2 separate regions of the Mus musculus genome follow, and region 1 is linked to region 2. Evidence: chromatin contacts called from public HiChIP or PLAC-seq data. All regions are on one chromosome and are shown on one strand. The core of a region is the stretch at or near the end of the contact, and the rest is flanking DNA. Distances in the headings are between cores, read along the strand shown.

Region 1 (5,907 bases), core at 856-3,355, 300 kb after region 2:
CCATGTGGTAACTCACAGCCATCCATTAGCTCTAGTTCTAGGAGATCTGAAGCCTTCATCTGGTCTCCACTTGTATCAGACACCCACGTGCAGGCAAACCACTCCTACACATAAAATACATCAATCTTTAAAAACGGAAAGACAACTGTGTGTGTGTGTGTGTGGTTTTTTTTTTTTTTTTGGTTTTTCAAAACAGGGTTTCTCTGTGTAGCCCTGGCTGTCCTGGAACTCACTTTGTAGACCAATCTGGCTTGAAACTCAGAAATCTGCCTGCCTCTGCCTCCCAAGTGCTGGGATTAAAGACGTGAGCCACCACTGCCCTGCAACTGTATATGGTCTTGAGTTTCACTCTGACAACTGACCGCATGGGCAGGCTTCTCTCAGAAGGCTAACTTAGAAGGGCCTGGGTGACCCCGAGGCTGATGTTTTACATTCTAAGTTTTGGGGTATCCTCTGCAACTGTGTCTAGCCCCCAGACTCCCTAGGTCTGCCTCCACTGCCCTCTCCTGGGGAAGTGAGAGAGGAAGTCTTTTGAGGATAAGGGAGTGCAAGGGAGATTTCATGAAGGAGTAGGGAAGAGGGGTTGCCAAGTGGGAGAGGGCACTAGGTCCCTGTGAGACCAGCTGGTGGAGTTGGGGGGATGGGGGCCGTTTGTTTGAGCAACAGTCACTCCTAGAAGCCAGCAAGCTTCAGCGTGGGAGGAGCCCAGGTGTCTTGCTGCAAATCCTTCCTTTCCTGACCTTCACTAGTGCAGTCGGCCAGATTGCCCTGTCCACCGTCCCTAAGCCAGCCCAATGCCTGCCCTGGAGGGATACCCACTGGCCATTTAAGTCTGGGAAGCTCAGAGTTCACAGGGTACCCTTAAGCACTTTGGCCTGAAGTGGCAGACAAAGAGAAAAAAGGAACTGCAGAAGTTCAGACCCTGACTGGAGAGGAGAGTCAGGTCATAGGTGAAAACAGGCCCCTCGCTAGATGTGACCCCCAGGCTCAGGGAGGTTTAGGGTGGCTTCTTTCCTGTGATTCCCTCAAGCCTACCTCAGAGGAGGTAAAATATGGCGCTGGCTTCCTAATGGGGGAATGCCTGGCTTATATGGGGCTCAGTGCCTCTTTTCTTTCCCAGGAGCTTACTGGAATGAAGGACATTTCGATGCAGGACACACACACCTCCTGTTGGAGGATAGAATCCCAAGACCCAGCAAGCACCAACACTGTCAAAGGATCCACAGTCAGAAGGAGGGAGAGAGAGAGAGAGAGAGAGAGAGAGAGAGAGAGAGAGAGAGAGAGAGAGATATGCAGGGGAAGAGAACCCTTTGACTTGGGCTAAGCCCTTACTCAGTCTCTGAGAGTGTCTGATGGGTCAGGAAGTAGAGGGTGAATCAGCGAGAGTTGAGCACAGGGAAGAGGGAAAGAATGGCCAGAGGAAGGAAAGAGAAGGCTGTGGGGAATTCTGCCGTGATGGAGGGCCTGGACCACATCTGCAGTGCAGGCCCAGACTTTGAAGTGGAGAGCTGGGTAGACAGAATTGAGGAGAGGGGCAACTACTCTGCCAGACTCCAGTACATCAGTCCCAGATCTTGGTGGGGCAAATATTTACCCGATGACAACAGTTGCTAGGCAGGCAGGAAGGAGGATGGAGGCCAATAGCTGGAGGCTCTTCCAGGCTCCGCCCCAACCCTCCTTTAAAAAAAAAAAAAAAAAAACAGGCTTGGAAGGTGAGCCTTAGACTTCGCTCTGGCCCTCACCTGAGTCCTGGAGGCTCAACTGGCCCTGTGCACCATATATCAACTGGCAACAGGCAGGAGAGCTAGCTGAACAAGGGGAAATTTTTAATTGCAGGCTTTCCCTGCGCTCCAGTTAGCTCTGGGGAACAGAAGCTGTGTAATGAGTGCCCCCTTCTCGAGGGGGGAGTGGGCTGCCAGGAGGCAGGGACTGAGTGAGGGAAGACACGCTGAGGGGAAGTCAGGATGATGTCTGGGCAGGAGGAGGGAGAGCGTGCCATTAGAGCCTTCTATGGGGTGGTGGGGGCGGGGGTCTGAGAAGTTCTGGCCCTGGGAAAGAGGGGAGAAAGAGGGGAGAAAGAGGGGAGGAAGGGTGTGTCCAATGGAGCCAGATGTAGTCCATGTGATGTGGCCTGTCGCTGGCATGGGTACAGCAGGGGCAGGATGTGCCATACAAGCTGGGAAGAATTAGTCAGATGCTGGGGGGGGGGGGCGGGCGGGCCGGGAGATGACTGACAGCTAATCTAGGAACCCCGAGGAAGCATCTAAGGACAGTCAGGCGGCTCAGGGTCTGCAGACCAGGCTGGACTAGGGGCAGGAGCCACCTTCCCGAACCTTCTTGAGAAAAGCACCATCTTCTCGCTCTCCTCAGGTGCCCCTCCCCATTTCCCCAGTTGAACTGGATGCTGAATAAATCCTCTTCCAGAGGCTGTGACACTAGGCTAGGCGCTAGCACGGGGTATGTTGAGAGCTATGGGGCCCAGGACCCAAAGGATCTGCTGCAGACTCTCTTCTCTGCATACTTCCTCAATGTGAGGCCCCTGTTCTGCAAAGCTTCTTGAAGCCACAGCCTGATCTCACCCTCCTCCGTACCTGGCCCTCTGCAGACAGGGCAGGAAGGGTTGGCAAGAAGATCTCGGGGGAAGGAAACTCCTGAGGCTAAGACATGGTTGTCTTTAAGGTTTGGAGATTTGGACAGAGTAACCCCAGGGGCAAAGTCCCCAACTCTACTTTCGATCCCCATGTGTCTACCCAGAAGCAGAGACAATATGGGTAATCTGCTGAGGAGAGACAAAAACTAGACCACAGGAGGGACTTTCCAGAAGTCCCTTTGCACAAGTCTACAAAGGGAGGGAAAAGAGAGGATCCCAGACACCAAAGCAGAACTTAGAAGTAGGTACAGACGAGTAGTTAGAATTAAGCCTGTGGAAATCCAGCATGGGTGGGGCTTGGTGGAGCGCTATGCTAAACCCAGCACCCAGAGACCGGCAGATCGCTGTAGCTCAGGGTCATGCAGCTTCAGGCCTTAAGCTCTGAGCCAGCTAAAGCTAGAGTCAGATCCTGGAGAGAGAAAGAGAAAGGGATGTGGAGAGAAGAGGAGGAGGAGGAGGAAGAGGCCGCTGAGGCAGCAACATGGCTGAAAGGCAAATCCAAGTTGGCAACCAAAAGGCCGTTGTTCTCCAAACTCCCATTGGAAAATTTGAAAAATACCCATAAAGATGTGACTCACTAACCCCTCCCCAGGGGTCCCCTTTCCTGGTTTCTATGATTTCTCTCCCAAGAGTTAAATTCACGGTTCATTTTCACAGGAACCAAAGTCTGAAGAGGGAGGGCACAGGGTTGCCTGTAGGCGTCTGAGAGGCGCCTGAAGAGGGGCTGAAGTGGAGGTGTGTCCTAGGCTGGCAGGCCAGGGTGTGGCAACGGGCCACCATGGGAGGCCTTGGGATTGCCAGGGAGTGAGTGGAACTATGGACTGGAGGGTGGACAGAGTTGAATGCCTCAGCCATACATAAGACAACTGGCTAAGCAAGCGGCCAACATGGCAAGCCCAGCACAGGACAAGCAGGAAGTCTGCACTCTTCAGTCTCCAGATAGGGTAGGGCTGGGCTGAAGCTTGGTGTCCTAATAGGTCAACAGTATATCCACAGCACCCTGCTGCCCTGTGTCTCCAGCCCAGGAGGGTCTCTCTTGCTCCTCAGAACCCACTCCCAACAGGTTGGGAGCAGAGAGTATCCCCAGACTTGCTCACCCCCAGAGAGGCTAAGGAAACGGGAGGCTTGGCCACTGCCCAGAACCCAGTGCCCTTCCCCTCTTTGAAATGCTCAGAGATCGACCCCATGGATTCTCAGGCCTCGGACTTTCCCCACCTCAGCGTCCTACATAAATTCATATTGTATTTGTGCTAGAGATGGCACTCAGGGCCTCAGGTGTGGCTTTTGTTTGGTTGCCCTGACTACCCAAGAGCTCACTATTCAGACCAGACTAGCTTTGAACTCACAGAGCTCTAGCTGACTCCACCTGCAGAATCCAGGTATCTGGGAGGTACGCGCCACCCTCCACACCTCATTTTTTTTTTTTTTTTGAGACTTAGACTCTGTTCCTCAAGATGGCCTTGAGCTTGCTCTGTAGTTAAAGACAATAGTGAACCCTGCCCTTCCTGCCCCTCCTCCCTCCTGCCTCTCCCTTTCAAGTGCTATGATCACAGTCACCATTCCTGACTTCAGATGGAGTGTATAGCCCAGGCTATTCCCAGACTTGTGGCAGTTCTTACTTCATCCTCCTAGAAGCTGGCATTACAGGCATGTGCTACTCCTCCTCCTGATCCAGCTGTCATCCTTTATGTGTCCCCATGACACCCTGACCCCACTCACTCAGCTCTCAGCCTCATCCTCACCATCTCTCTGGACCAAGGAGCCCCAAGCCATAGGTTCTTCCTCTAACCTTTTTCTCCACCTGAGTACCCCCTTTAGCTCCTTGATGCCTTTGGCCGTCCCTAGAAGATGTACCCTCCCTGCCGCGCAACCCTCGCTTCTGCCCTATTTCTTTTCCCTTGAGCGTCTGCTAAAGAAAAACTCATTCATGCTTCTACAAGACTTCAAACCAACAGTAGAGTCTCCCTGTATTTGGGATGAAGTCCAAATTCCTCGACCTGGCTTGCAAAGCCCTCTGTGATCCAAGCTCTGCCTGCACGACTAGACTCAACACTTGTGCTGTCAATGCCAACAATCCCAGCCTCTTCTGTTTTGATCTAAGCCGACATTCAGGACTGAGCACATGCTTTCCCGTAGACCGGTGGTTCTCGCCCTGTGTGTCTTGACCTCTTTGGGGGGGGGGGGTGTCAAGCAACCTTTTTACAGGGGTCAAATATCAGATATCCTGCATATCAGATATTTATATTACGATTCATAACAGCAGCAAAATTACAGGTATGGAGTAGCAATGAAAATAATTTTAAGGTTGGGGATCACCACAGCACAAGGAATGTTGAGAACTGCTGTAGCCCAACTCTTACCCATCATCCAGGTTCAGCTAAAAGTATCAGGAAGTCTAGGCTCAGAGTTTCCATTAAGCTTTGAGCACTTCTCGTCACAGGGCGGTAAGGCTACCTGTTGATGCCCCTTCCCCTATTAGGGTGCCTCCTTGAGGACTGGGGCTGGAAAGACCTGAGCCTCACTCCTGTCCCCAGAATCTGGCCTACTGTGTGTTGCATGGAAAGACCCCAACATATCTGAACTCAGCATCTTCAGGAAGCGGTCCCCTTGATGTGTCCTTTCAATGTGTCAGCATGTCCCCTTCCTTCTGCCACACACCCTGCTCTTCATCTTTTAGCTTCACCCCCATTTTGTCTGCCTTCACTGCTGCTCCCCTCCAGAGCTTTGTCTGTACACCCCACCTGGGTTTCCCTCCACACCCAATGCAGGTGTGCTCACAATAGCAGCAGTTACAAGAGCCGCTTCTGTGTCAGGGCTTGTTCTAGCTGCTTCCAATCCCCAGGAGGAGCCAAAATCCAAATCAAGCAAGAGGTTGGCCCAAGAATCTGGCTTATCTGATGACTCAGGACTGTGTTCTGTAGGCATACACCACCATTACAGCTCCATAGTCACGGTGGGTAAGGGAGATGGGATGTAATGCTAGGCCCTTAGCAAATGTTTATCCAGGGAATGAGCAATATAATTGCCTACTTTTATAGCAAGTCTTATTGCTGGCAAAACATCATCTCAGGGCAGCCTTGAGAAGTGAGCATAACACAGGGAGTATTCTCATTTTATAGAGGACTCTGAGTGAGTAGAGAGGGACCTGCTTGTGGCCAGGCAAGTAGTGATGAGCACTTGTCCCAACTGTAGGCAGGGGAGCTATGCCAGGCTTGGGGATCCTTCTAGACCATCCCATGTTTTCAACCTTCACTGAT
Region 2 (6,145 bases), core at 1,217-3,716:
CCTTATTCCTCTCTGTCCCAGAGACTGGGGTTTAGGAGAAGAGCAAGTCTGGGGGGACTTTGGGGTGAGGGGAAACATCCCATGTTTCTAGGAAAGTGGAAACGAGAATTGGGAGTGGGTGGGAACCATTTTACAGAATTTATATTAATTTCATTCTCCTTCACTGTGTTCCCACGAGTGGAAAGGGAGCGAGGGGCAGACTCGGGCTGGGGGACCTCTGATTCAGCTTCCTTCACATTTACCCTAACATGGTTGCTCTGTCTTGGAGTGGATTTTGTTTTTTGTTTTAATTTTTTAAAAGAGTACCAGGATGCAAGGAAGAGGCCACCACTCTCCTGCCCTGAGTCCCCACCTACACTGTAATTTTGGCACACAGTCTGTAATTATGTGGAACAGGAGAGATTGGAACAGAAAAGACCAGTGCTGGTGCCCCAGAGGTTAGGTTCCTAGGAGGGGCTGAGGCTGTCAGCGGCCATTCATTTGCACACACATGTCCCACGTACACTGGGTTGGCTTCTTACAGTTGCCCTGGGCACTGTGAGTCTGGGGTGTCTGGGCAGCAATAGGGACCCCTGAGCTCTCTTTGAATCAGGTCAAAGAAGTGGGAGGCTCCCCCCTGCTGTAGCACCTGTCTTCTCTCAGGTCAGTTGATGGGAGAGGAGGGTCCTCTTTGATAATAGTTTCAGACTGGGGCCCCCCCACAACCAATGAAGGGGTGGTGTCGTGGGGCTGGGGCTGCAAAGGAGCTGGGCCATTTGAGCACTGAGTGTGGGAAGTGGGGAAGAGGTTTGCAGAACACTCCTAGAAAGCCAGCTTGGGTGGAAGGCCCATTTCTACTCCTCAGCTCCCCCTGCCCCCAAATTCTTCTGCATTTAATTTCTCCCTGACTTAAATAATAAAATAATCAACGTGGAATTTCATTAGAGTGTTTTTAGGAGTTACCTATGTTGTTCCCCAAACCCTAAATTTAATCTGAATATAAAAAATTAGAAAAACACTGTGAAATGTGTGTGGAACCCTCACCGAACATTAAATAATAGGCAGTGCTTTGTATTCACGCCTTTTGTGTACATGAAGAGAAGAGCACTGATACCCACGGCATGTCTTTTTGGATCCTGAAAGATGCAAGGATTTAAAGACAGGAGTGGGCAGGGGAAGGAAGGGAGGAAATGCGATTGCAGAGATCATAGTATCCATCATTATTGATTTTTAAGGTGAGGTATTGAACTTTTTTGATCCTCTTGCCTCAGTTTATGGAATGCCGGCATTACAGGTGTGTCCCACCAGGCCTAGCTACAATTGAGAATATCTTTGATGCACACAGCACTTAACAGTTTATAGGGCAGACAGAAAGATAGCCCTGGCCCAGGTTCTCCATTCCACCTATGCATGCACTGTGATAGCCCAAGAAATCTGTGAGGAGAGGGTAGTTGGCTTTAGCTTGCTGTGAGAGAGTCCTCCAGGTGGGTTCACCTCAGGCACTGGGCCTTGAGGATTGGGTGGAGGTGTGGAGGCGTGGTGGTGAGGTCAAGGCAGTGAGACCAGAGTCACCATCCAGAACTAATTGAGAGACCTGGCAGGGTATCTGACCAGTCTTTTGTTGAGCTAGCTGGGCAGGCTTGAGCCCTGAGGATCAAACTGGGGAGCAATGGGAGAATTCTGGAGAGAGACTGCTGATGGAGGGAAGAGGACCAAGCCCTAACCTCTGTATCCTTCCCTCCACAGAAGCAGCCATCCATCCAGAAGCAGCCTCCGTGTTCCGTTTGTCCGGATGTCATCGTAGGTGGCCGGCATCTCTGGCTTTGGGGTATTTATTTCCTTCCTTGCTTTGATGGTGGTGTGGGTGGGGGAGGGGAAAAGGGAAGCTAGTCCTGTTCCACCCCAGCTCTCCACCCCACTCGCTGTCTCTTCTAGGCTTTGATTTTGGTCCATTTTGTAGTAAGAACTGCATTGTCAAAGCTAAGAAGCAATGCAAACAACATAGCCTGGGGACAAAAGGCCACCCTGTGTCTGGTTCGGTGCAGAGAGGAAAGCGCCCTCCCTCTTCTTCCACAGCTCCCTGGGGACGAGATGGGGGTCTTTGACTCTGGGGAAGTGGTTGAGAAAGGTTTGAGAAAGGGACAGAGATAGCTAAGGGGGTGTCAGGTGAGCCAGGAGAGCAGTATAGATTGGGATGGATGGGGTGGGGGGAGCTGGGTCTTTAAGTCGCTGAGTGGGTACATGAGCACCTTTAGCATTGGGAGATAATGCTACTTGCCTTGTCCATGAATTTACCACTGAATGTGTCTGAGTTTATGGGTGTGAGAGTGCATGCCTGTGATTGAGTATGGGTGTGCTTTACACACTCGCGCTTTTGACCAGAGAAGAGCTTATGGGAAACATGGATGACTAAGCTGACCCCTGGCCATCTTAGTCACCATGTCTCATTTCCCTACAATGTAGGACTGGGGCAATAGGCATGTGAGTCCATGGGGAGCAGACCAGGAGGAGCTGGGAAGGCTGAAAATGCTCCCACTTCCAGGAAGGGTGTGTCTCAGGGGCCACCTCCTCTAAATGGAGTCTCCAGGCATCCTAACCTCATCAGTGCATTGCTAACTGCTGTTACTTTTATTTGTCCCAATGCTATACACATTGCAGGCATTCAGTGACAGAATACTGTTTAATAGTAGCCACAGTAATTAGTAGCACAGTAATTCTGTTGCAGAGATAAGCACACCCCCAGATAAAGCTCTGAGTGTATCTTTAAGGCAAATCCACCTTGCAAACAAGGGAAAACTATGTTTTTATTATACTTTCTAAGCATTAATCCCTTATGCACTACTTTACTATTTCAGGAAAGTGCTTTACTGCCAAAGTTTACATAGAGTCTCAAAAGGTCCAGTCCAGACAGCATAACTGAGCCTGTGCTTCTGTCTCTGTAGGCCCTTCAGACTCAGAGACAATAGGTGGGCAGCTGTATTGAGAGGGGACATTGGCTTTGGTTGTAGCTGTGCCTCAAGGCTTAGGTGTTTGCCTAGTATGTATTGAGCCCTGGGTTTGATCCCAGGAACCCCCAAAGGATGAAGGCTCCTGGAACACCCACAGACCCCTATTAGCACAAAGAGTTGAAATGTCCTCCCAAGAAGTAGTCACAGTGAGAGCCACAGGCCACCAGAGAGTAGACTGCTTTGTGCTGGAGGAGACAGAAAGGGCTCTGCTCCTTAGGAGACTGAGGCTGGTGAGCCAATCCAGCCCTCTGGGCGCTTGTGCCCAGCCCTGAGTCCTGCAGACTTGCTGCATCCATTGCTGTTCTCTGTTGTCTCCTCTGACACAAATACATTTCTCAAAGATTCTGCATAAACCTTCCCTACTGTTTTGGTTTGTGAAGGAAGAATACAATACGTCAGAAAGAAAAAAGGAAAAAAAAAAACTTGTCTTTGAGGACTACTTTTGAAGGAGTTTCTTATTTTAAACTGGAAGAACGTAATTTATACTCACACTGATTCCAGTTAAAAGGAGCAGAAGGTCCTCTGCTTCTCTCTGTGCATAGTGAGGTCCCATTTACACTGGGGCAAAGGTGTCATTCACCTGCACCCCTAAAGGATCAATGGGGGTGCCAGCTTGTCCTGTGAACCCAGACAAAATTTGCTTCCCTGGCAACTGGACAGAGGAGGGCATTCTAACATGCAGTGGGCTGTTCTTTTGTGGGTTATCTTCTTGATTTGGATGCTGTTAAACTGAACTGCCCCTAAAAAGCTCAAATTCAATATAAAAGGTGGCAGGACTTTATTCTGTATCTGCTGTGTGGGGAACAATTTTTTAGCACCCAGCAAAGTGTGTTCATTTCTTCCTTAAGGTTAATTTTTGAGAAAGTCCAGTTGAGCCTGAATTTGGCCATTAGGAATATGGGGTGGGAGTGTACATCGGACAAGGAAATCTTTGTGTATTCTCTCCTTCCCAACAAAAATACAGCAGTGCCTGAGAGGAAAAGTTTGACTGGCTCAGCTGCCTCCTACCTCAAGGCTTGCAGGACTCCAGGGCAGGGGGTTCCTGTAGAGGGCTGGGAATGGTAAAACTTGGTGAGACGGAAGGGAAACATCTTACTAGCAGCTAGGGCTCTCTTTTCCAAGGCTGGCTCTGACCTCCAAACTTTTTGGTGTTGGGAAGGGAGGAGAGGACAAAGGTACTTCAGGGGTTTGAAAGCAGTTTTGTGGGAAGAGCAAACCAATGCTCTTAGGAAGCTAGGTCAGCATGTGGGGAGGAGTTTAGTGTGCATGTCACATGTATGTCAGGCATCCTTGAAAGGGCACAAGGTGGCATGAAGGGCATGAGGGAGCATGCAGAGAACGGGTCACAGGCTTGTAGGCATGGTGGAGAAATGTAGTCAAGGGCTTTACCAGGGTTGATCTAGGAATTGTATTTAGCACCATGCCCAGAGGGAAAGTTGCCTAGAGAACATTTGGGGGGAAGAAACCCCTTTTTCTGCAGGTGTACTGGAGCTCCAGGAGCTCCCAAGCCCTCTGGGCACACCATTCTGAGCTGTAGGGGAGTGAAGGAGACAGTTTAGGGTGTGCCCTTTTCTCTGCCCCACCATTGGACATGGCTTAGTTCTGGCAAATCATCCAAGCTGCCAAAGCTTCTAGAACACCTCTCCCCCAGCTGGTTTTGGTGGTGCATACAGGCTTGTAATCTCAGCACTTGGGAGGCTGGAGGCAAGAAGATCAAAATTTCAAAGCTGGTCTGTGCTAAAATAAGTTCAAGGCTAGCCTGAGCAGCTTAGCGAGACTGTCACAGAATAAAAAGTGAAAGAGGTAGGGCTTAGGGGCAGTAAAAGAGGTCTGGGGTAGTGGGGCTTGCCTGGCCTATAAGAGGCCCTGGGCTTAACCCTCAGTACTTAAATTAATTAACAAGCCTCTCTCAGAAAAGAGCATTAAAACAACATAGAGAGAAAAAAACAACATAGAGGTTTGAAAAGAAAATAAAAGAAAGAAAAGAAAAAAAGAAAAGAGAGGGAGATTCAAAATAAATAAATAAATAGACAGATAAATAAATAAATAAGTAAATAAATAAATAAATTCTGGCTAAACCTGGTCCTGAGAATGCCCCAAGACATGGAGAGATAAGGCTATTTGCTTGCTATCATCCTTCTGGTAGGGAAACATCTTGTGGGTTTTATCTCATCTCAAGCTGGCCCCACCCACAGCCATGCAGCCAGCATTAATAGCAATGAACATTCAGACATACTCCGTTTTGGGTGAGAAGCACTAAGTTAAACCTATTAGCCACCACCTTCCATCTAAGCAAGATAAGCAGTCCACAGGTCTGGCTTTGTTTTGGGCTATTCATGGGACTAGCAGATAGACAGACCCAATGGTTAAAGTGATAGTCCCCTAAATGGACTGCTGGTGACTCCGTGTTTAGGGGTCCCTGGTTACAGGAACTGGCTGGTTTAATCTGACCAGCAGGATTTAGGCATCTCAGCCAGTTTTATAGAAGGGACCCAGCAGAGGATAAGTAGGAGGATGAAGGGACCGCTCACTGGCACACAGAGCAGCTCCTGGGGCCCATGGTTGCTCTGAGAATTTCGATGTACCTAGAACCCAGATGTTGCCCAACAGCAACTGGCTACTCCCCGGTGCTTTTCTGCTTCTGCTTCTTTGGTGGAGAAAAGGACCTTTCTGGCTGGACTGGATTGAGAGCCAGGTGGAGGAAGTTGAGGACGGGGACAGAGCTTTGCCTGAAAGGCATCTTCCTTGGGGAACCGAACCCAGAGCTGGCACTGCATGCCTGGGAGCCTGGAGGAACATGGGTAGAGGGAAAGACCTATTAAAGGTCTCCAGGACTTGGCCAAATTCTGAGTCTCAAAAGCAGCTAGGATTCTGTGGTTATCTGCAGATAGGGTCAAGGAACATTCCCCTGAAATGCAGAAAAGAGGGCCCCCTTTGCTCGCCCATTGTCTCATAGCAGGAGACTCAAACTGCACAGTCTTCCCTTCAGTGAGGGTTTGAGTTGAAAACCTTGAACAAAAGAGACCCTTGCCTCTCCTAAATATTAGGATCACAGTTTGGGAGGAATTAGAACTCAAAAAGACTCTAACGGTGGGGTGAGGTGGGAGGGGGTCAGAGATAGAGTCTCCAGTCCGCATCCCTGCCTCAACCTCCTGGTG

What was found. HiChIP or PLAC-seq counts read pairs in DNA pulled down with a chosen protein or histone mark.
Region 1: an HNF4G HiChIP or PLAC-seq map of pancreatic cancer cells shows a contact between it and region 2. The contact joins two enhancer-like sites. A contact is called at or near these places in 1 of 484 Hi-C or Micro-C datasets (embryonic stem cells) and 3 of 115 datasets of contacts at active chromatin or transcription factors (effector CD8 T cells, embryonic stem cells and pancreatic cancer cells).

Annotation. Positions count from the first base shown.
Region 1 is chr3:88,511,071-88,516,977 of GRCm38.p6, forward strand. No RefSeq gene overlaps it. Among named protein-coding and RNA genes, the nearest start is that of Lmna, 11 kb to the left of the region's middle. Within about 2 kb of position 2,106, at least 118 of the 459 cell types and tissues checked have an H3K27ac peak or open chromatin away from gene starts, as enhancers often do. A contact at or near this core is called in pancreatic cancer cells, where this site is marked.
Region 2 is chr3:88,207,910-88,214,054 of GRCm38.p6, forward strand. It overlaps Gm3764 (predicted gene 3764), which reads left to right. Exons shown (of 10, transcript NR_168089.1): 2 at 1,726-1,807. Among named protein-coding and RNA genes, the nearest start is that of Mir3093, 4.2 kb to the right of the region's middle. Within about 2 kb of position 2,467, at least 21 of the 459 cell types and tissues checked have an H3K27ac peak or open chromatin away from gene starts, as enhancers often do. A contact at or near this core is called in pancreatic cancer cells, where this site is marked.